5 separate regions of the Mus musculus genome follow, and regions 1, 3, 4 and 5 are each linked to region 2. A link is a contact called in public ChIA-PET and promoter capture Hi-C data. All regions are on one chromosome and are shown on one strand. Each heading gives the region's core, a stretch centred on a gene start, on an enhancer-like site or on the middle of the called end of the contact. The rest is flanking DNA. Distances are from core to core; before and after follow the strand shown.

What was found. Promoter capture Hi-C pulls out the DNA fragments that hold promoters and counts their contacts. ChIA-PET counts read pairs in DNA pulled down with a chosen protein or histone mark.
Region 1: a contact with region 2 is called in a promoter capture Hi-C map of embryonic stem cells, with 2.4 times the contacts expected there. The contact joins the enhancer-like site here to the promoter of Skp1 in region 2. A contact is called at or near these places in 23 of 39 promoter capture datasets (the 3T3-L1 cell line, 3T3-L1-derived adipocytes, the C10 cell line and 14 more), 2 of 15 datasets of contacts at CTCF or cohesin (embryonic stem cells and pro-B cells), 9 of 115 datasets of contacts at active chromatin or transcription factors (the NIH/3T3 cell line, cardiomyocytes, double positive thymocytes and 6 more) and 5 of 9 other capture datasets (adipose tissue, embryonic stem cells, liver and 2 more).
Region 3: a contact with region 2 is called in an RNA polymerase II ChIA-PET map of memory CD8 T cells, with 202 read pairs. The contact joins the enhancer-like site here to the promoter of Skp1 in region 2. A contact is called at or near these places in 4 of 39 promoter capture datasets (3T3-L1-derived adipocytes, the C10 cell line, neutrophils and 1 more), 1 of 484 Hi-C or Micro-C datasets (B cells), 5 of 115 datasets of contacts at active chromatin or transcription factors (double positive thymocytes, effector CD8 T cells, embryonic limb bud and 2 more) and 1 of 9 other capture datasets (liver).
Region 4: an RNA polymerase II ChIA-PET map of memory CD8 T cells shows a contact between it and region 2, with 84 read pairs. The contact joins the enhancer-like site here to the promoter of Skp1 in region 2. A contact is called at or near these places in 10 of 39 promoter capture datasets (the 3T3-L1 cell line, 3T3-L1-derived adipocytes, the C10 cell line and 6 more), 7 of 115 datasets of contacts at active chromatin or transcription factors (the SCID.adh cell line, double positive thymocytes, effector CD8 T cells and 4 more) and 2 of 9 other capture datasets (adipose tissue and liver).
Region 5: an RNA polymerase II ChIA-PET map of memory CD8 T cells shows a contact between it and region 2, with 658 read pairs. The contact joins the promoter of Sec24a here to the promoter of Skp1 in region 2. A contact is called at or near these places in 14 of 39 promoter capture datasets (the 3T3-L1 cell line, 3T3-L1-derived adipocytes, the C10 cell line and 9 more), 1 of 484 Hi-C or Micro-C datasets (nephron progenitors), 20 of 115 datasets of contacts at active chromatin or transcription factors (the 230-238 cell line, the NIH/3T3 cell line, T-cell acute lymphoblastic leukemia and 16 more) and 3 of 9 other capture datasets (adipose tissue, liver and pancreatic islet).

The regions. Positions count from the first base shown.
Region 1 is chr11:51,783,279-51,787,748 of GRCm38.p6, forward strand. All of the region lies in intron 4 of Sar1b (secretion associated Ras related GTPase 1B), which reads left to right. Among named protein-coding and RNA genes, the nearest start is that of Sar1b, 22 kb to the left of the region's middle. Within about 2 kb of position 2,858, at least 5 of the 459 cell types and tissues checked have an H3K27ac peak or open chromatin away from gene starts, as enhancers often do. A contact at or near this core is called in embryonic stem cells, where this site is marked.
Region 2 is chr11:52,230,146-52,234,931 of GRCm38.p6, forward strand. It overlaps Skp1 (S-phase kinase-associated protein 1), which reads left to right and starts at 1,850. Exons shown (of 6, transcript NM_011543.4): 1 at 1,850-1,973.
Region 3 is chr11:51,937,260-51,941,903 of GRCm38.p6, forward strand. No RefSeq gene overlaps it. Among named protein-coding and RNA genes, the nearest start is that of Gm26061, 25 kb to the right of the region's middle. Within about 2 kb of position 1,677, at least 129 of the 459 cell types and tissues checked have an H3K27ac peak or open chromatin away from gene starts, as enhancers often do. A contact at or near this core is called in B cells, double positive thymocytes, effector CD8 T cells and 3 more, where this site is marked.
Region 4 is chr11:51,871,648-51,876,248 of GRCm38.p6, forward strand. No RefSeq gene overlaps it. Among named protein-coding and RNA genes, the nearest start is that of Gm39820, 4.1 kb to the left of the region's middle. Within about 2 kb of position 2,799, at least 205 of the 459 cell types and tissues checked have an H3K27ac peak or open chromatin away from gene starts, as enhancers often do. A contact at or near this core is called in 3T3-L1-derived adipocytes, the SCID.adh cell line, the SN4741 cell line and 5 more, where this site is marked.
Region 5 is chr11:51,754,677-51,759,319 of GRCm38.p6, forward strand. Sec24a (Sec24 related gene family, member A (S. cerevisiae)) reads right to left here and starts at 2,158. Exons shown (of 23, transcript NM_175255.3): 1 at 1,401-2,158. The coding sequence starts at 1,497.

The DNA of each region.
Region 1 (4,470 bases), core at 1,608-4,107, 450 kb before region 2:
ACCACTGAGCCATTTCTTGAACCACATGAACCTGTTTCTCATGACAGGCAGAGCTGTCATAATCCCGAATTCTCTGGTCCTTTCTCCCATCAGAGCTGCCCTCTTGTTCTCCCCTTGGCTTCTGCTCATAAATCCCATCTGTGAGGTGTGGCTCTTCCCCGGAGAAGCCTCCCTAGCTAGGAGTGCTCTGCTGTCCTAATGGAACTTAGTGCTTCTGTGTACGTTTCTGCAGCAAGTGTGGGAGGACTGTCCTGAACCCTGAGCTGAACTTCTGTGGACTTCCTGTCCGTTTTTTTTATACCCCAATAACTCTTAGCATGTGGGTCACATGGTACAGCACAAGTAGCAAATGCTCCAGACCTAAAGGCCCCCTAAAGCCTGGTGTTAGTGTGGGGTGCCAACCCACAGTGCTGATGCTGTGTGAGGGCATACCACCTCACATGGGCTTCATTCCCAGCTCCATAAATAATAATAATAATAATAATAAGGTATTTTTAAAGCCTGTGACATATATTTGGAAAAGACTTTCAGTGGCTGTGGCTAGTGAAAGCACATTTAAGACACATGTGTTAATCTCTGGGGTATAAAGATTAGAGAATTAGAATCTAGAGCTGGGAGGATGGCTTGGTGGGTCAGAGTGCTTCCCTTGCAAACCTGAAAACCAAGTTCAATTCCAGCATTCACAGCGAAAGGAGAGAGCAGACTTCACGGGCTATCCTCTAAACTCCACAAGTTGCTCTGCACGCACACACTTGTACTCACAGGTACATCATTAGTAATACTACTACTAATAATATACATAGATAAAATATAGAATCAAATGGAGTTTGCTTGAAATTTCATCTCTACAATATTTTTCAGCTAGGCCATAAAGCTCAAGTCATTAGTTACTTCTCATCAGAGTAGTCTAAAAATTGTTTTCTCAGGCTGGAGAGTTAAGAGCACTTGTTATTCTTCCAGAGGCCCACATGGCTAATTGACAACTGTCTTTAGCTCCAGTTCTAAGGGCTCTGGTGTCTTCTGACTTCCACAGGAACCAGGTACACACAGTACACATACATACATACATACATACATACATACATACATACATGCAGGCAATACACGCATGCACATAAAATAATAAAATTTATTTTTTAAGAATAAAAATTGAGCCTGTGGTGATGGTGCCCACCTTTAATCCTAGCACTCAGGAGGCAGAGGGCAGCCTGTTCTATAGAGTGAGTTCTAGGACAGCCAAGGATGTCCCTGTTCCAAAACCCTGTCTCAAGAAAAAAAATTACCTTCCTGATTTTTTTTTTTTTTTTTTTTTGGTTTTTCGAGACAGGGTTTCTCTGTGTAGCCCTGGCTGTCCTGGAACTCACACTGTAGACCAGGCTGGCCTCGAACTCAGAAATCCGCCTGCCTCTGCCTCCCGAGTGCTGGGATTAAAGGCGTGTGCCACCACGCCCGGCTTTACCTTCATGATTTTTTTATAGACTTTAGTTAATTAATTTTTAATAAAAAATCAAAGAATTATTTGTAAAAAGTCTTTGATACATATATACATATAATTTTACCACTTATTAAAGATTAAGGCAAATTTGCATACTAATAAGATGGCTATATTTGCTTGTTTTTACATAAAGAATTAAATGATAGCTGAATATTTTTACTGTGAGACAGAATCTGTAACATTTTTCAAATTCCCTTTTTTTTCTGAGACAAGGTTTCTCTGTGTAGCCTTGGCTGTCCTGAAACTCGCTCTCTAGATCAGACTGGCCTCAAACTCAAGACCCACGCCAGGCCTGGCTCTTTCTTTCTCTTTTTAAGATTTATTTACTTTTATATGTTTGGGTGTTTAATGATTTAATGATTTTTACCCTCTTTTTATGCAACCGCAATCAGCAACTTAAGTAAAAGGGTTTTTTTGTTTTTTGTTTTTTTGTTTTGGATTTATTTATTTATTATATGTAAGCACCCTGTAGCTGTCTTCAGACACACCAGAAGAAGGCATCAGATCTCATTATGGGTGGTTGTGAGCCACCATGTGGTTGCTGGGATTTGAACTCGGGACCTTCAGAAGAGCAGTCAGTGCTTTTACCCGTTGAGCCATCTCGCCAGCCCTAAGCAACAGTTTTTAAAATAAGTCATTCAAAAACAGTACAATGCAGAGCTATATTAGTTTGATACTTACATTCTGAGAAACGGTGGTAGGAAAATATTGAAAGTCTTTGCTTTCTGAAATTAAACCATATCTTTCTTTCTTTTTTTATAAATTTATTTCATGTGCATTAGTATTTTGGCTACATGTATGTCTATGTGAGGGTGTCAGATCCTCTGGAACTGGAATTACACACAGTTGTGAACTGCCGTGTGGGTGCTGGAAACTGAGTCAATCCAGGTTCCCTGGAAGAGCAGCCAGTGCTCTTAACCACTGAGCCACCTCTCCAGCCCGTTATGTTTCTAGAAGAACAGAAAACTGTCTGCACAGCTAAGACCTTGCAGTTCCTCACATGGTAGTCGGGAATCCGAGCCAGGGCATCTGAAGCAGTGTTGCTTGGAGCTGTGTGGTGTGATGTGCCCAGTACATGTTCATGTGGTTGCACCAAGACTGCGGGGAAGCCAAGTGCTGCAACAGACGCACGTGAGCCAGCAGTGCCGGAGACACACCAGAATCAAGGCGCTCCGGTTTTTTAGTTTGTTTTTGTTCTTGAACATTCAGAAACCTTTGACTGTTATCAGATTTTTCTTGACCTACATTTTAAGAACCTGAAGAATGGGCTGGAGAGCGGGCAGAGTGGTTAAGAGCACTGAATGCACTGACCGGCTTTAATTCTCTCACTTACGTGATGCCTCCCAACCTTCTGTAACTCCAGTTCCAGGGGATCTGATGCCCTCTGCTGGCCTCTGTGGGGACTGCATGCACGTGGACAGACACACATACATACCAGCACAACTCATACACATAAAATAAAAACATTTAAAAAGCTGGGGTAAAATGCATGTGTACCAGGAATTCCCCAGGAAAGGGATAGAAAAAAATAAGTGAGATATCAGATCCCAGTTTTTCCACTCTGATGAAAATGGAAACTTAGGGCTGGAGAGACGGCTTAGTGGTTGAGAATGCTTGTTGCTCTTGCAGAGGACCTAGGTTCAAGTCTTAGCAACCACATGGAGATTCACAGCCACCCATAGCTCCAGTTCCAGGGAATCCAGCTCCTTTTGTTCTTCTTGGCTCCCAGGCACATATGCGCTGCATAGACACGTATGCAGGCAAGCACTTATGCATAAAAAGTGCAATAAATCCAAGAAAACTGTCACCTCTCAAATGCAAAGAGCTCGATGAATACCAAGCACAATGTGATGCAAACAACACTAAAGCCCCAGAAATGAAAGTGCTCGGGCCATTAACTGAGAAGAACACCTAGAGGAGGGAAGCAGAAAGACATGGGGCCCGCAGAGATCGCAGCTAAGAGAGAGGAAAGCATATCAGGCCAGGAGGTGGCTCAGTAGCCGTGGGCGCTTGCTGCCGAGTTGAGTATAAGGAGAGAGCAGACGCCCAACATTTGTTTTCTGACTTCCACACGTGCTTCCCCCCACTCTCACACACAGAAATAAGAAATCAAAGCAGAGAAGCAGCACATTTGTCATGAGAAACAAGGTAAGCTTGAAGACAGTGGAGAAATGTTTCTCTACTACTGAAAGAAAATGCTTTTTGTTTAGATTTACTTACTTGAGTATTTTTCACACATGCTTGTCTGTGTACCTCGTGTGCCTGGTGCCCTCAGGGTCAGAAGAGGGCATCGGATTCCCTGGGACTAGAGTTAGAGATGATTGTGAAAAGCTAGTGGGTGCTGGGACAAAGCCTTGGTCCTCTGGAGGGAGGAGCATCCAACTTAAGCACGGAGCCATGGCTCCAGCCTCCATTTGAATGCTCTCAGAGTTGAGGAAGAAATGTTCTTACAAGGCTATATGTTGACCATTTTGTCCCTAGCTGGTGGCACTATTTAGAATATTTTCATTAATTAAATTTGTTTTCTGGGGCTGGTGAGATGGCTCAGTGGGTAAGAGCACCCGACTGCTCTTCTGAAGGTCCGAAGTTCAAACCCCAACAACCACATGGTGGCTCACAACCACCCATAATGAGATCTGACTCCCTCTTCTGGAGTGTCTGAAGACAGCTACAGTGTACTTATATATAATAAAAATAAATAAATCTTTAAAAAAAATTGTTTCCTGTTTTGAATACAACAGTTTGTAACTTGCCAAGCTTGTACTTGGCACTAACACCCATCTGTTGTTGATTTCATACTTACCACTTAAACTTCAGAAATGAGAAATGTCAAAAAATACTGCACTTACACACACACACACACACACTGCTTAAATTAGTTGATGAGAGTTTATAGTGGTTTTCTAGTGACCTTAATAATGAGAGTCACTGTGTCTGTGAGTGTACACATGTGTGTGCAGCCTGTGTGCAGGCAC
Region 2 (4,786 bases), core at 600-3,099:
AGGATTTCTTGTGCATCTTTTGTGAACTATCGTGCACCTTAAATAGTCTGAGCATGGCAAGGATTGAACTCAGGGGCCTGGGCACGCTAAGCTTTGTTCCAGCACCCAAATCTCCATTTTCTGCTCTAAGCATTTGTTAATTCCGTTACTGGAGGCTCTCAGACCTCTGGGGAAAACCATATACTTTGTGCCATGCAGTGTGCTGGCTTCTTAGGCTCGCTGTATGACCCAGGACTGTTTAAGGAGCCCACCGAGTTTATGGCACGTGGAGGAAAAGGCTCTCTAGTGGGCCTTCCCTAGGAGGCCCGAAGCCGGAGCTGTGAAGGGCAGGCAGCGCTGCAGATAAAAAGCCTGAGAACTGTGGGTCTTTCATCTTCTGTCATCGACTCTGGCACCTGGCAGACATTGGATACCAGCAGACAAAGACCTGGTAATTCAACCCATTGCTTGGTCTCTCTGCCCAGTCTTGTCCTAGAGAAGCTGTAGTCTCTGGTTTCTTTAGGAGGCCCTGTGTGGAAAAGTCTTTTGTCTTCGTGGTGCCAGGAATACCAATCATGTGCTCACTGGTTAGGTGAGCCTGGCGCCTTGGTGGGGCTAGTGATGCTCCCTAGACACAGCAGGGCAGGGCAGGGCAGGGCAGGCAATTGCCCTCTTCCTGGCTGGGCTGAGGCCAGATGGGTGCTTTCAGGCCTCTCCCTTTACTTCAAAGCTGTTTCATTCTAGCGACCTTATCACAGCCTTCTTTGAGCCGCCTGTACAGCATAGCCTGTTCAGGTTGAGCCTGACTGTCCCCGTTCATTGCTGGATGGATCCCCAGCACTGGCCTCACAGATTGGCCTAGAGCATGGTTACCCAAAGAATGTAACCTCCATGCTACATTCACATTGACTCTCTCCAGGCTTGGCGCTTCACTCCAACAATGGCTATTTGGGGGCCTGGAAGCCTCTTCAAAGTTCAAAGGTAGGAAATAAAGGTGAAGATTAGCCAACAGGGTGGTCCTAGCCTCGAATCTCCAAGCTGGCTATTGGGAGGCAGACAGATCTGAGTTTAAATAGCGAGCTCCAAGCCTTATATAGTAAGACCCTGTCTCAAAACAAAACAACAAGAGTTTCAGGCAAGTATATATGTGGTGAAAATGCCTGTGACCCCAGCGCAGGTGGAAGGAGATCATGAATTTTAGACCAACCTGGTCAACATACTGAATTTACAGCTACTCTGTGCCAAACAGGGTCCCGTCTTAAAATGCAAAGAAAATAAAACTTTAAAAATCAAATAAGCAGGTGTACCATGTCAGGAGTATTTAAGAATTCTAAGCCGCCTAGGTTAAAGAAACACCTTTGTCTCAACATGGCATACATGTATATATATATATATATTTAATTCAGTATCAGTAGAGAAGGTTCAACTCCTGAACCCCTGGTCAGCAAACTCAATTCTATTTCCTTAGGTTATTAGGAGAGTAACGGTGGTCAGGCTGAGGCGACTCCTTTAAGGAAAACACACACCCACAACCGGTTTTGCGGTTTGTTGTTTCCAGGCTTTTCCAGGACTGGGGTCTTTCAAGCCGTTTAAGACAGCCCATGCCTGAAAGACCCTTCGGGTCGAGATGGTTTCCCAGCCGGTGCCGGAGTCCGCTTTGAAGGAGAGCATGGCGCTGTTTAGGCCAGCGGAGTAAGGAGGACGTCCCTCTCTTGCCCAGCCACCCCTCCACCCGCCGCCGCTCAGCACCTCTCCAGGAGACCTCTGCGGCGCTCAGGGTCTGCCGCCTGTGTTTCGACTGCCGTCAGGCGATCTCAACGGCCAGCCCGGCCGGCTGTGTGACGTCACGGGCTCGGGGTCCTCGGCGCCTGCGTCCCGCTGCTATAAAAGGCGACGCCGCGCGGCGCCGCTCGAGTGGCCTTGTTCTCGATACTTCGTTGTGGTTGTGAACTCTGTCCGGCAGCCTCGGGCCTGCGGTCTTGAGACGGAGCACCGTGAGTAGCAACCCGCGAGCCGGACACGTTCCTCGAGGGAGGGGCTGGGTGGGAGCCTCGCGTTGGCTGTGGAGTGCACGAGGCGGCGAGGCGACCTGGCCTCGTATCCTGAGGCGCCGTGCGGCCCGTTGCAGACCCCCGGACCGCGGGAGGCACGAGGAGGCCGAGTCAGGCCTTCAAGGGTCTCCCATCCTTTCGGCGCTCGCTCAGGGAAGAGAGTCGAGCCCTGTGGCAGGCCTGCCGCTTTGCAGGCGACGTCAGTCGGCCCCAAACGCGACTGGAAGGCCCAGGCTTCGTACCGGGCCTGCCTTAGCGACAGGCTTGCTGCTCCGCGCTCCAGGCCGGGTGGGCAGCGAGGCTTTGAGTAGGGGTCCTGGGCCGTTCCAGGTGGTGGCTGTCGTTGCCATTTGATTCTTGGCTCCCTCCCTTTTCTCCTGTATCTGGCGTCAATTAGCTCCTTATTGGTCTCACCTTTTTAACCACCGAATATGCAGGTAACAGACTCCCAATGTTTCTTTGCGTTTTGTCACGTTCTGCAGTCTCTGAACTTGTTACTGTAATAGACACTGTCGTCTGAGGTGTGTGGCATTTGACGCTAAAACCTGAGGTGTTTGGGTTTTTTAAGGGATAGTGCTAAAACCTGCCTTCTGGTTCACTTTTTCACGGAGTCCTCAGGTTTGGAGACTCAGTTTTTCAGCAGAATGTTACAGTAGACTGTATTGTGGCATAGAACAATGCAGTCTCTTCCGTCCTGCAGTGTAGTAACAAGTGTCAGAATTTCGAGTCACTTAAAACAGGTTTGTTTTTAAAGTCTGGTATACTAGAATTCTCATGCTAGACTTGGATGATTAATTTCCAAGTCTAGGAGCTTAGAGAACTGAAGAAGGGTTTTTTGAAAGCATATCAAATCGAAACCTCATACATTATTACTTAAAAATTTTGCACTTAATTCCAACACAACAACAAAAGTGAAGTCTAGGATTACAGAGTGCGTTGAATTACAGATTAACCGATTGCCTCCCTGTCATTTAATAAGATCCTGGCTCCCTTGCAAGTAACCTAATACCTAAATTTGACTATGACTAAGCACATCTTTATTTATTGTGAATTATTTCAAGGAAATACGGGGTGGTCTTTTAAAATAATTTTATCAACTACATAGACTTGTTCTGGAATGCTCATTGTAGTACTAGAGATCATAAAAAGAACACAGTGTCTTGCTATTAAAAACTGGCCTATTTTAACTTTTATTGTTGCCTTATCATAGGGAGGGTCTGCTGCTCTGACTTCTCTGTTCTGCAGACATGTTTGTTAGTTGAAAAGTGAACTCTTGAGTCTCTTCAACCATGGATGAGTGGGAGCTGGGTATTTCAATGGATGATTGTAAAACAAGCTTTACCTCTCCCAACCCCCTTTCTTGAAGCTTGTTTACTTGAGGAATTGGGGACAAGTGTCTCAGAAAGCTGAATGAATATTTTAGGAGATGTGCTGAGTCTTAAGTGTTTGACCCTAAAATAGGTGTAGTAGTTATTTTAAATGCTAAACCCTGTACTTTTGTGAAAAATCGCGTTAGTAATACAACTCAGATCCAGAAATGCTTAAGAAGTACCTTTAGAGTAACATTGAAGGCTTGTATCTTCCTTAGAAGCACAGACCTGCCTAGTTGCATGTGAGGTAGGGATTTTGGTGCCCACCTTTAGTCCCAGCACTGGAGGCAGCGGCAGGTTTATGGCTGAGTTCAAGACTAGTCTTAAGTTCCAGGACAGCCAGGGTAATACAGAGGAACCCTATCTCAAAAAACAAAACAAAAACTATCAGAAAAAAAGTTGCTTGTGAATTTTAAAGAGGTCTTGAATTAATCCTCTTTTGAAGGGATGAGGGGGAAATCTGATGATAAGAAATTGCTGGCTTAGAGCTTTTAGTATTAATACTGATTTGTTTTTATTTGGCTTTTTTTTTTTCCCTGATGACTCATTTTATATCTCAGTTGATAAGGTTTTGGATTTTTGTTTTTGGGGGGATTTGTTGAGTTTAGTTTTTGAGACGGGGCCAAGAAAACCAGGCTAACCTTAAATTTATTTTCCTATGTGTCAAGAAGATGGTCATAAACTCCTGATCCTTCTATTTGGCAAACTGTTGGGATTATGGGATGTACTTGCTTGGCTCACCTTTTGGGGAGAGGGGGAGAGGGCGGTGTTGCAGATTGAAATAGAGCTTTATACGTGTTAGGCATTATACTAAGGAGCTATATCTCCAGCCTCTTTTGTATTTCATTTTAAGCAGACTCTTACTGAGTTCCACCAAAGCTGGCTTGACCTCATTATGTTACTTAGTCCTTGAAATTATGATCCTCACTCGGGCATCTAAAAGCTGGGCATTACAGGACTTTTCTCTGTATAGCCCTGGCTGTCCTGGAACTCACTCTGTAGACTGGCCTTGAACTCAAAGAGATGCACCTGTGTCTTGACTCCCAAGTGCTGGAATTAAAGGCATACACTACTACCATGCCATTTTAAATTAATTTATATTTGGTGGGTGTTTTTGTTTTTGGAGACAGATTCTTACATAACCTAGGCTGGATTTGAACTTGGCTGTGTGCCTGATGTCTGAATTCCTGTGTCTCAAGTACTGGCTTTATAGGTGCCTGCCACTATGACTTAAATGCATTTTTGTAGTTTGCTTTTGTGGAGACAAGGTCTGTCTGTGTAGTCCTGGCTATCCTGTATGTAGCTATTTAGACCATGCTGGCCTCTGTCTGCCTCTGCCTTCTAAGAGCTGGGATTAAAGGCCTGTGCCACCACTCCTGGCTCTAA
Region 3 (4,644 bases), core at 427-2,926, 290 kb before region 2:
AGGCCCCAATATCTATGCTGCCCACAGCAGGACAACCAGCCATCCCCACTAGAAGGGCCTCGTCAGGAACCTGCTATTCTGTTTGCAGATTTTGCCTTCTTCTAAGGCCAGGGTTCCCTGTCACTGGCCACTCAGTAAAGCCAGAACCTGGCCCTCCTCCAGCCTCCTGGGAGACAAAGAGCTCATCTTTTGTGTGGTCAGGCCTTGGTGTATTACACCCTTTCCAGCTGAGTCAGGCTGCTAGAACCCTGGCTGCGGACTCCAGGAGGTCTCAGGGCAATACCACTGCTCCTCTGAGCTCGCCTGCATTCAGTCTCTTCGGTTCATTGATCAGGAATCATATGATCGTTTTCAAAACACAGCTGGTGGAATAGCCCATCTGTGCCTCTGCCTTTAGACCGTTACTCAGCAGCAATTTGTTTAAACCTGCAGTTGTGCATATAGAAGGAAGCTGCTCTCACCAGGCCTCGTGATGTGCAGATAGGGAGTCTGCTTCATTTTCAGGACCACCCTTGGCTGGGCTTCAAGAAGTGGGTGTGTCTTGATGTTTTCATTTAGTGCGCGCACTCATGTGTGTGTGTGTACATGCCATAACACCCATTTGGAAGTCTAAGGATAATTTGTAGAAGTCAATTCTATCCTTCCACCATGTGGGTCTCAGGGATTGAACTCAGGTCCTCAGACTTTTCAGTAATTACCTTTATCCTCTGAGCCATCTTGCCCTCCCCTGACTTTGTTTTTAATGCTCATTTGTCTCTTCAGCTCCTCTCAGAACAATTTTCTTTTTACATTTATGAATTTTTGAATCATGAGTTATTAATATGTACTTCCCAATAACACACACACACACACACACACACACACACACACACACACACACACACCAGCCAAGATAGCTCATAAATTCTAATCTAGACAGAAACCCAAGGTCTGTGATGTCCTCTATGTCCCCCATACACCAACCTTATCAATGTGGCAGAGACTGACACTTGTCCTTCAGTGTATGCATGAGCAAACACAGACACTCCCAGAATAAATACTAAATTTGCCAGCCTCCTTTGCAGCTATGTGAACAAGTTCTGATTAATAAGATACATGAGGAATGTTGTGTCCAACATCTAGAAAGCATCCTTAGGGGAAGAAAAGTATGCCCTGTCTCCTTTCTTTTTGTTCACCTTAACCACAAAGCATTGTCTCTAACTGACAGCTGGAATTAGAGCAGCCATCTTGGAACTCAAGGCTTCTTTTTTTAAGGACAGCAAATATGGTTGCCATTTTCTAAGATGGCTTCCAGCGACCCTCAATGCCCAGTTCCAATATTCTTTCTTGTTCCTTTCTCCCTTCCATTAAGTAGGACTGGCCTGTGTAACCTACAACCTGAGATATCACAGAGATGCAGCCGTAGAAAGTGAGGCGTGTTACTTCTGCCACAGTGTCTCATAGGAACATTAATTGTGCTTTGCTTTCTCTAGGGTTGCAAGCTCTAGGTCAGGAAAGGCCAGGGGCCCTGCTTTGGATTCACGGAAGTGAACGCATGGATTAAGGTCACAGTAGGGAACCCATGCTTCCTGCCAATACCAAAGGTCAACTTCTCATCGTGTTACAACTACCCTGCTCAAGCCTTCAGGTGACCACAGCCCCACTGACATCCTGCCTGAAGCCTCTCGAACCATGTAGCTAAGTCACTTCCGCTTCTTGAGCTACAGGAAGTGTGAGGTCAGAGATGTTTGGTCCTGTTTGGAGCTACTGAAATGCTCTTTTCTTTTGCAGATAGGAATGGAAGCAGAGCCTTGGGTAATTTAGGCAAATGTTCTACTACTAAACCTCCCCCCAAGCCCAAGCCAGGAGACCAGGCCTCTGGAGCCTGGGCTGGCCTGGAGCTCACTCTCTAACTGAGAATGGCCTACCTTGAGTTTCAGATCCTCCTGACTAGGAACATAAGCATAGGCTACTGTGTGTGTGTGTGTGTATGCTTGTGAGTGTGTATGTGTGAGTGAGTGTGTGTGTTTGCATGTGATATATGCATATGCATGCATGCGTGTGTGGATTTGGGCGCGTGCATACCACGGCACACCTGTGGAGGTGCCAGCACAGTCTTGGGTATTCGTTAGCCCTTCCTTTCCGTGTTTGAGACATGCGGGTCTTTTGTTCCCCTTTGCATACTCACCCTTGCTGGCCTGGGAAGCTGTGCAGACTCTTCTTTCCTCCCTTGAGACAGGGTTTCTCTGTGCAGCCCTTGCCACCTGGTCTGGGGAATCCTCTGTCGCTCCCTCACATCTCACTGTAGGAGCACTGGGATCAAATGGCCATGCTACTACTGTAACTGCGGGCGGGCGGGGTGAAGATTCTAGGAATCCGAGCTCAAGTCCTCATGTTTGCACAGCAAGTGTTTGATCCACTGAGCCATCTCTCCAGCAGATTTTTAAAATTGCATTTGTATTTACTTACTTGTTCTGTGCCTGTGCACTCATGCATGTACCTACACACATGCCTCTCGAAGCGCATGTCCTTTCTGTCTCTCTGCTTCCTATTTACATTGGATCACCGTCACTCTAAACTTCTAACTGTATACAACTGCAAGTGCCTTTAACAGGTTGTCTTCTCAGCTATCCTCCTGCCCACGGCATGGGGAACCCTCAGCGTTTCTAAGAGGATGGCCAGTTTACTTATTTATTTACTTTTACATCTGTAGCTGTGTACATTCCTGCATCTGCCTGCATTCCTCGTACTTGGGCAGCAGAAACAAGAGAGTAAGGAGCCGGAGGCCAGTCTAAACTATGTTGTAAAGCCCTGTCTCCAAAACAACTGGGGTGTAGCTTAGGTAGAGTGCTTGCCTAGTGCACACAAAGTCCTGGGCTCCATTCCCTAGCACTGCCTAAAACCGGGCACGGAGAGTGTGCCTGTACTTCCAACACTTTAAAGGCAGGAGTGTCAGAAGTCCAAGGCCATCTTCTGATATAGAGTGAGTTCCAGGCCATCCTAGGATACATGAGACCTTGTCTTAAAAGCTAAGAACAAGAGATTAAGGAGATGGTTTTATGGGTAAGAGGATGTGCCCTTCAATCATGGGGACCTGGGTTTGACTCTTCAGCACCCTTGAAGAAAGCTGGTTATGGCTCTACAGGGAAGCAGAGACTGATTCTGAGAGACCCTGTCTCAAGGCACGACAACCAGGTCTAAAATCTTGTGAATTTTTAAGGGAAAAGTGTACCAAATAGGCAAAACTACATCTTGATAATGTGCTCCAACTCAGCCAAGGCAGTCCCAGGAGGCTGCTTGCCGTCTGGGGAGAGGTTCCGGAGCTGTCCACTGACAGTAAGCCTGCTGAATGAGCTACCGTGATGCCAGGAATTCCTCACTGCTCAGTACTGGCCTCCGCAGCTCAGCCCAGCGTGGGGAACACCCCACGGAGGATCACACAGGAGTGGGAATATGATTCCACCTGCCCCTCCTCCTCTTGAAAGGCATCCTGCTCTGAACAGCTTGCAGCTGAACCGAAGAATCACTGCCAAGCCACTGCTTGCACAACAGCACACTTCCGAGGAGGTACACCAAATATTTGTTGACTGAGTTGTGTCTTCCTTCTGACTTACATGATAGTCCAGATATGCGCTGGCATCTGCGCTCGCGGGTGGGTCATCGGCTGGGAATGGCTCCAAGCACTTCCTTTTCCTCAGTCTTCCTTAACCAACCTACAAGGTTGTTTATTTTGGTTTGTAAGGATAGAGATACACTAAGTCACGGGTGGTGGTGCCATTTTTCATCCTAGCACTTAGGAAGCTGAGGCAGGTGAATATCTGTGACTTCAGCCTGGTCTACATAACAAGATCCAGGCCAGCTAGGCTGACATAGGGTGATAGAGAGACCTAGTTTAAAAAAAGAAAGTTGAAACCTTCCTTCGAGAACTTTCTTCATTAGACAAGCTGATAAGCTTTTTGTCTCTGCTGTTTGATTTGACTTGTTATATTTATTTATATTTTGATTTTTAAAAGTTTTTTTTGTTTTTTGTTTTTGTTTGTTTGTTTTTTGAGACAGGGTTTCTCTGTATAGCCCTGGCTGTCCTGGAACTCACTTTGTAGACCAGGCTGGCCTCGAACTCAGAAATCTGCCTGCCTCTGCCTCCCAAGTGCTGGGATTAAAGGCATGCGCCACCATGCCCCGCTGATTTTTAAAAGATTTTATTTTTATGTGTTCTGCCTGCATGTATGTCTGTATACCACTTGTATGCCTAGTACTACAAGAGATCAGAAGAGAGTGTGAGATTCCCCTGGAACTAGAGTTACAGACTATTGTGTGAGCTGCCACGTGTATTCTGGGAGTTAAATCTGGGTCCTCTGGAAGAGCAGCTGGTACTCCTAGCCACTAGGCCATCTCTCCAGCTCCTTGTTTTATTTTTAAATTAATTTTAAAACATATTTATTTATTTTATGTATATGAGTACACTGTAGCTGTCATCAGACACACCAGAAGAAGGCCCCAGATGGTCGTGAGCTACCATGTGGTTGCTGGGAATTGAACTCAGGACCTCTGGAAGAGCAGTCAGTGCTCTTAACCGCTGAGCCATCTCTCTAGTCCCTTAAATTAATTTTTAAAAGAGATTTTCATTTGGTTTTTAGGTATGAGTATATATCTGTCTGTGTGTGG
Region 4 (4,601 bases), core at 1,549-4,048, 360 kb before region 2:
AGGAGCAAGTGTTCTTCCTTTGGTCATTTTCCATTGGATATCCAGGACCCGTGGCTGTAGAGGGAGTGGTGGAGGTCTAGCTAGAGTCTCAGGGAGAGGCTTGGGGTGGAGTCACACTAGATGCCCTCATCAGGAAGATGATGGGAACAAGAGAATTGTTCTTGAGCTCATGCCCATCTAGGCTAGTTGTAGGAATATTGTCTGGAAAGTACTTTGGCATGCAGGCTGGGCAGGAGAGGCATATTGCAGGTTAAACAAAGAGGGTTGCATGGACAGTGCATGCCACCCTAGACGATGTCTGTTCCTAGACACTCCATTTCTTATGTTCCTGATCTCCACTTGCTCTTGGAACTTAAGCAAAAGCTGGTAGATATTTGTGTCCAGTCCCTGATAGACAAGCATTCCTTAAGGGAAGCAGGTACCAGAGGCCTGAGGGATGGCTCAGTAGGAACCCTCTGCCAAGCCCAATGACTTGAGTTAAAATCCAAGGACCTATTTGGTAGGAGAGAACTGGTTCACTCAAGTTGTCCTAGGACCTCCACATAAACGTCTTGGCATGTATGTATGGTGTGCGCCTCCCTGTTTATTTGAAAGAGAAGAAGAAAGGGAAACAGGATACAAGATGAGGTAGGACATAAGTTGCTGCTCACACGTGTCTGCTCTGTTCGGATGATGGGTGGGGAGGGGAGGGGAAGAGAAGGGAAGCCAACAAGGAGATGCTTGTGTGGGGGCTGAGGGAAGGGGGAGAGTACTCGTACATATGCATCTGTGTCTGCCCTTTATCAGCACATGCCCACACAAGCCTAAGGCCATGTCTCTGGAGTCTCCGTCTTTTGAGCTATTTTCCCAGACAACCTAAAAATAATTTCCATCTAACTTGAGGCTTTGTGATTTGATGCACACGGTGCTTGCCTAGCAGATATACGTTTTAAACCCACGTTTTTAATCTAAAATCAACATCCAGTTCCAGAGAGTCTGCATTATTTATGCATAGTAAGTAAGACGCAGCTAGAGCAGCCTGGAGTGAGTCTAGAGAAGAATGGTCCCCGCAGGGTTGGTGGGGCATCTCTCTAATCCCAGAGCTTGGGAGGTTGAGGCAGGGTGGCTCCTCAAATGTGTGAGTTTGAGGTCAGCACGGCTTATGTAGCAAGACCCACATGTCACCAAACAAGTAAGAAGGAAAGAGTCCTTATGAAGGTGACGAAGTTAAATGCACGCATGGGCTGACAATGACAGTGTGTCAAGGGACCCTGAGGTCCAAGAGGTAAAGGCACTTTTAAAAAGATTTAATTTTTATTTGACATGCACAAGGGTTGTGATTCTGTGTGAACCACAGGAGTCCCTGGTGCTTAAGGAGATCTGGAGATGACATTGGATCCCTTGAACTGGAGTTATGAATGGGTGTGAGCCACCACATGGCTCCCGGGAACGGAAAACAGGGTCTCTGCAAGAGCAGCTAGGGCTCTTAACCACGGAGCTGTCTCTCCAGCCCCTCAACTGACCTTTTAAAGTCTGCTTATTAGATGACTGAAGGGTTGGAAGATATGTGTCAGATGAAGAGAAAGATGGAAGGGTGTGGTTGATGGTGGAGATGTGACAAAGGGGAGGGAGGTTTAAGCTGTGGCCTGTGATGAGCTGGTAGATCATGGTTACATCTGAATAGGTAGGGAGGATGTAAAGGGCATAGGAGAGAAACAACACCCACCCCATTGTCTTCAGTGTACTTCCCAGAATCTGGGATGATGTTCCGTTAGGAGACAAAAGAGATTCTGCAGAGATGAATAAAATACAGACATTGGCGTCGGGCAGTGGTGGCACGGGCCTTTAATCTCAGCACTTGGGAGGCAGAGGCAGGAGGATTTCTGAGTTCGAGGCCAGCCTAGTCTATAGAGTGAGTTCCAGGACAGCCAGGGCTATACAGAGAAACCCTGTCTCAAGAAAAACCAAACAAACCAACCAAACAGACAAACAAAAACCCCCAAATACAAAACAAAACAAAACAAAACAAAACAAAACAAAACAAAACCAGACATTGGGCCTAGAGATGGCTCAGCAGTTAAGACCATTACTCCTCTCGCAGAGGACCCAAGTTCAGTTCCCAGTGTCCATCTTGGATGTTTCATGACTGACTTTAATTCCAGCTCCCAGGGATCTGGCACCCTCTTCTGACTTCTGCAGGGACCCCCCCCCCCCCATGCCCTTGTGCATCCCCTCCCCCATATACACATACATAAGAAAGAAAAATAACTCTTAAAAAGTTAAGGAGCTTAGTTAGGCTGGGCAGTGGTAGTGGCTCAGGCTTTTAACCCTTGTACTCGGGAGGCAGAGGCAGGAGGATCTCTGTGAGTTCACAGGCCAGTTTGGTCTACAGAGTGAGTTCCAAGACAGCCAGGGCTACACAGAGAAACCCTGTCTTGGGGCAAAAAAAAAAAAAAAGAAAAAAAAAAAGAAAAAAAAAAAAAAAGAAGGAGCTTGTGATGGGCCATGGCTCTGGATTATCCAGGTGAGTCCTCCTATGTCTGTCCTGACCAGATCCTTGGGGGCTGGAGTCACAGACAGATGTAACACGGCCTTTGCTGTGTTCTTCTCAGGTCTCCGTTGTGTCAAGCGCATTCCCACCTCAGGAACTTTGAACTTGCTGTTTCCTCTGCCTGCTCTTTTCATCACTCAGATCTCGGTCCAAATGAGAGCCGGCTCTCTGTTTCCAGATTTTTGTCCTGGAGCTCTGAGTACACTCTGTTCTGGTAGGGCTGGGTTGGGGCAACAGGATGCAAGCTCCTAGCCTGAGCTGGCTGGCATCCTCCCCAGCCCAAGTCCCGCCCAAGATTGCGGGATGGAGCAGTGTGCATGAGTCATCCAGCCACAGACACAGTCCCCTTGTTGGAGGGACCTGAGTAGTTAGGTTGTGGCTAACTCCAAGAGCCAAGGGCTCAGTTGAAAGGGGAGGTTAGGAATTCCCCAAGTTCCTCAGAGTCACACAGGTCCAGGAGGGAACCCGGGAGTGGAAGAGCTGAGGATGGCTTGTGTAGATGGTGCCAGAAGCCCTCTGAAGAGACTGTTGTGTCCCTAACCCACGCTTGAGCAGGCTCTGCCCATGTAGATGGTGCTTACAGTGGACTCACAGGGCTCACTACCCACCTACTGTGGGGGTATTTATCCACCTACTGTGTGCTGAGTATCACTCACACATCTTACTGCAGGTCAGAGCCTGCCCTCCAAGGGCCTGCAGTCTCAATGAGACCAATATACCCACCAAGTCTACAGACTTACTGAGCAGGAGGGGCTCAGAGTTGGGGTGCATAGGGGAGGATGTGTGGGGCAGGTGGGGATGGTCAGTAAGAGAACCTGCCAAAGGGCAGGGTAGGGGTTCACTGCGGGAGGCAGAGGCAGCTTGGGTATGTTACCTTCATAAGGCAGATGCCATGAAGAACCAACAAAAGGAAGAGTTAGTCACAGAAATTTATTCTCTGGAATCTGGAAGCCAGAAATCAGTGTTGACAAGACCTCTTCCTTCTAATGCCTTCCTCAGGGGAGGGTGCTTCTGGCTCTTCCAGCTTCTGGTTGCTTCAAGCATTCTCTGGCCTGTGGCCACATCTCTGTGGTTTCTGCCTTCACCACCACACGCTGTCTCCTCTGTGCCTGCTTATGTGTCTCTGTGTCTTCACATGCTGTTTCCTCCTCCTCCTCCTCTTCTCCCTCCTCTTCTTCTGTGTATTACCCAAATCATCCTCCCTCATACTCAATTTTTCCATGCCTTTCTTTCTCCCCTCCTCATCTCTTCCTTCCCCTTTCTCTCACCTCATGCTCTCCTTTCTCTCTCTTCACCTCCTTACCCCTCCCCCTCCCCCTCCCCCAAAACTTCTTCCCCCCCCACCCCCCGCCCAGTGAACTGTATTTCATTTGTAACCCAGGCTAGCCTTGAACTTACTATGTATACTGTATAACCCAGGTTACCTTTAAACTTACAATTCTCCTGCCTCAGACTTCTGAGTGCTGGCATAACAGGTGCACTGTACCGCTACACTCAGCTTTCAATTTTCCTGTTTTTATAAAGATGCCAGTCATACTACATAGGGGCCCATCTACTCTAATGATCTAATTTAACTGTATTAAATTGGCTTCCACGTAGGGTCACCTTGCAGGTACCAGTGATTAGGACTTCAGTACATCCTCTTGTAGGGTGGGACACAATTGAGCAAGAGCAGTGAGCAAAGGCTCAGAAGGGACAGAGCTCAGGGCCAGATGTGTCCCAGGCTGGCCTCATACTGCCCATCCTCCGACCTCAGCCTTCTGGTACTCATTATCATATCTGGCTTGGCAACTAGGAATGGCCTCATAGGCCCATAGGAAGTGGCGCTGTTAGGAGGTGTGGCCTTGCTGGAGTGGGTGTGGCTTTGTTGAAGGACGTTTATCAGGAGGGGGTGGGCCCGTGAGGTCTCAGAAGCCAGACTTAGTTGGCTCACTTGCTCTTCCTGATGCCTGCCAATCCAGGTGTAGAACTCTTAGCTCCTTCTCTAGCACCATTTATGTCTGCCTGCAGGCTGCCATGCTTCCTACCATGACAATAATGGACTAAACCTCAGGAACTGTAAGCCAGAACC
Region 5 (4,643 bases), core at 908-3,407, 480 kb before region 2:
CTATGGAAATTCCAGCTCTGCAATGCAAGCACTAGAGCAGCTGAGACAGGAGAATTGCCACAAGTTTCAAGCCAACTGGAGATAAGAGCGAGACAGTGTCAATAAATAAATAAATAAATAAATAGCAATGGAATATCTCCAACAGAGCCTAACATACTGATTCAATTCCTGCAAAAACATTTCAAAGTCCTCACAGCTCTACTTGCATGTAAGCTTACTGGCACATTTACTTTGTGATTTAAGTGCAATTCGTAAGCAAAACCCACACAGGCGACATCTTCAGTTGTTTTCACCTTAAAGTGGATGATTGCATCTTCTCAGCAAATGTCAATGTCACAGAAGAAAATGTAGTTTACATAATCTCTTACTATAAACTCAAGAAACAATTCAAGTTGAAAACCTGTCAGTGATTCTCAGCTTCTCTTGCCCTGCCCACATAGCTGCCTACCCACATTTTTAAGTCTTACAAAGAACATTCTTTGTAAAGAAAACAGTAGTCTTCTCTAAATACATTGTAACCAGCAATTTTAGTCACTGGCTATTTTCTACAACTTTAAATGGGCACAGTAAGTACTTTAGTATTATTCTCCCTGTCTTCTTCCCATAAAGCAAAGATTTGTAGGCTAATTTGTAAGTAGGCAGAAAATGAGTCTTTATTATATCAATTAAAATAAGCTTAGCAAATCACGCTGTAGGAAGGCGTCAGGAATCCTAGAAGAGATATCCAATTATAAGATATTCTCCCGCCAAATGATAAATTATAGTGCCAGATGTACTCTCTCTAGGGTTCAGAGAGTTGTGACTAACTTACATTCTAAATGAAGAGGAGGGCCCTAGAAACGAAGCCCTAGCCATCCATCTATTTGGTTCTTCCACAACTGAAAAACTAAACAGGAGGCCCAAGGACTGTCGTAGGAAGAAGATCCTTGAAGAAAGATCCCTGCAGAGATGAGCAAGTCCTAAAGGGATCTGTCAAAGACGGAGTCATTCATTCATCTCTGCAAATTAGTATTAATAAGCACTGACCCGCCACCCCCCTGCACTTCGAGCCTGCGGACCCGAGATGAACCCTGCCCTCCAGGACACAGGACTGAGGTGGCGCATTGCGTGATGACACCCAGACACTATGACCTCCATAAGGCAGTTCTGGGAACTGATTTCGTCTACGATTCTTGTTCACCTCTTGTTTATCTCAGACGTTGCATACTGCAGGTGCTTACTGTTTGCAGGCTGAACCTATAAATACACATGAAACTGTCCCACCAGCGTGGATCTGCAGGTGCATGTCCACCGCGGCTCCCGGGTCCAGGCCGTCATCCGCCACTCCCCGCGGTAGACCTGGCTGGGACTTGTCCCTGGCCCGAGCTGTGCCGCCCTCCCCGCCCCCGTGCGGCACTCACCGTTGGTGTAGGGAGACCCCGAGGCTGAGGCGGCTCCGTTCTGGGCCTGGAGGCTAGCTGCGGCACCGCGGGCAGCGGGGATCCGGGGCTGGGCCATGGCGCCCGGGGATCTCAGGGTAAGACGGAGCCGTCGGGGTCGACCGCAGCGCCCAGCCTAAGAGCTCCAACAGGAAAACCGAGGGCAGGGACCTGGAGGCCGGAGAAGCGGAACACGCGGGGTGGCACGTCAAAGTAGAGGCATGGCGTGTCCGTGTCTTCTGCCCGCCGGCGGCCACGACCTGGCCAGGGCGCGGAGAGGCTCCGGAGTCAGGCCGGCTGGGCTGGGAACGCCGGGCTCGGAGGCAGCAGCCGAACCCGGAGAGGAGGGAGGCCCTGGGCGGAGCCGCCGGCCGCGCAGGCACAGTGGGGACACGTGGCACTTCCGGTTCCGGCTGGAGGCTGCGGCCGTGCTCTCTGTCCCCGGGGAGCTGCCCCGAGGGCACCTGACAGTCCCGTGTCCGGGCCCGGAGGACCGTGCACGGACTCGCCTGCCACGTCACGGACTCCCGCCGCCCGCCGGAAGTAGCCTGTGTCACCACTGCGAAAATACCCGGCGTGGAGAACGTCACCTTGCTGACAGTCCCAGGGGTGGTGCGGATTTTTAGAATCGATTGGGTGGGACAGGAGAGACCCGGCTCCTCTTCCGGGATTCTCTGAGGATTACCTGAGACGACCGATGTCCTCGGCTACCGCTGGTGGCCCAGCCGATGCTATGCCAGCTGTAGAGTGCAAGAGAATTTTAAAAAGAGGTGTTCAATTACGTGTGTTTGTCAAAGTGTCATGGGCGGGACATGGCGGCAATCAGGAGGTCGAGGCAGAAGTGTTCTAAGTTCGAAGGCGGCCTAGTCAGGTCAGCCAGGGCTGGAGTGAAGATGCTGGGTCAAGGTTAAAATGTCTGATGACGTTAAGGAGGAAGCTCTTCTTTTCAACTGGAGGATTAAGATTAATTTTGACGTTAGCCTGTTGGTAGCATAGTCACTCCGAAGTACATCCACCACACATGGATCGGGAATCCATCCCTCTCCTATCCCAGTGTTGACAATGGAGTCCAATGTCCTAGGGAAGCCCTTAGTTTACACTGAGCTAGGCAACTTCTATAATAACAAGTATTTAGTTAATACTGAGGCTCCAAGCCGGGCGTGGTGGCGCACGCCTTTAGTCCCAGCTCTCAGGAGGCAGAGGCAGGCGAATTTTTGAGTTCGAGGCCAGCCTGGTCCACAGAGTGAGTTCCAGGACAATCAGGGCTAATCAGAGAAACCCTGTCCCGAAAAAAAAAAAAATACTGAGGCCCCGGACTAAATAACATTTAAAATGGTAATTGTAATGGTATCGTACTCCTATAGTTCTGGATACAGAAAAGTGAGGCAGGAAGATCTTGAATTCAAGACCAGCCTGGGCAATTTACCAGGACTCAGTTTCTTTAAAAGGGGTTAGATATGTAGGTCACTCATAAAGAGTTTCCCTAACCTTGTAGGAAGAAGCCCTGAGTTCAAAAGAATTAAAGGCAGTTTACATTATGAGAGTTTACATTAAGTCGAATAATTCAAATGTCCTTTCTGGGCAAGTAGCTTGTGGGTTGCTTTTATTTTTACCCCCAAACAGACTTTCTGACTTGTAAGACCAAAGAGAAGTAGAAACTGGTTGGTTATGCAACATACTTAGTGATATCAGTGTGATCTTTAGCTACTTTGGTTTTACCTGCTCCAAGCAGATGACAAAGTCCTTCACAGATGTGTGCTGCTGATTGAAACGTATTATGCCATGAGTTTCACAACCTCGGGCGAAAGTACATCTTACCAAACTCATTTACTATCTAATGCTGGCTACGAAGTATTACAGAAAAAGAGCACAATCTAAAACTACTGTCAGACCCAAGAAGCAAGCAGTAACCACATATACAAATTTACCCTAACCTTGATTTCATTAATAGTTACCTCAAAACCATACTAAAATATATTTGCTCTGAGTGGAATTAAACAATTAAAAAAAAAGATTGTTTTATTGTTTTAAAGTTTGTTTTCTGTATGTATGGGTACCTACATAGAAGTATTTACACGCTGGTCGATGGTGGCACACACCTTTAATCCCGGCATTTGAGAGGCAGAGACAGGTGGATTTCTGAGTTCGAGGCCAGCCTGGTCTACAGAGTGAGTTCCAGAACAGCCAGGGCTACACAGAGAAACCCTGTCTTGAAAAACCAAAAAAAAAAAGAAAGAAAAGAAAAGAAAAAAAAAGTATTTTACACCATGTGTATGCAGTGCCCACACAGAGGTCAGAAGGGGGCACTGCATCCCCCAGCACTGGAGTTGACAGTTGTGACCGCCATGATGTGAGTGATAGCAAAGGAACCCTAGTCCTCTGGGAGCACAGCCGGTGCTCTTCACTACCAGCCGTCTCTCCACGCCCCCACTCCTTATTACAAGATCCAGGTAGGCTTCTTTAGGATGAAGATGAAACTCTTTGGTTTGTTTTGCTTTGTGTTTTAGAGACAGTTTCTCATCTTGGTACTGCCTTGTAGACCAGGTTGGCCTCGAACTCATAGAGATCTACCTGCCTCTGCCTCCTGAGTGCTAGGATTAAAGGCACGCGCCACTACTCCTGGCTGAAGATGACTTTTAATCAAACTTTCACTTAAGAACATCTATGATGGGCTGGCGAGGTGGCTCAGCGGGTAAGAGCACTGACTGCTCTTCCGAAGGTCCTGAGTTCAAATCCCAGCAACCACATCGTGGCTCACAACCATCTGTAATGAGATCTGACGCCCTCTTCTGGAGTGTCTGAAGACAGCTACAGTGTACTTATATATAATAATAAATAAATCTTAAAAAAAAAAGAACATCTATGATAAAAATCCCAAACCACATACCTAAAAGCAGTAAAACAAAGCAATAACAACAAAAACCAGGGGGCTGGAGACATGGCTCAGTGATTATGAGCACTGACTGCTCTTCCAGAGGTCCTGAATTCAGTTCCCAGCAACCACATGGTGGCTCACAACCATCTTTAATGGGATCCAATGCCCTCTTCTGGTGTGTCTGAGGCAGCTACAGTGTACTCATATAAAATAAATCTTTCAAAACAAAACAACCCCCCCCAAAAAAACAACAAAAATCTAAGCCTCACTTTAAAGAGAAAATAGAGCTCAGAAACTGCCGAAGTTTTGTGAGGTCAGAAAAAAAAAAAATTGGTCTCTCTTCAAAGAGG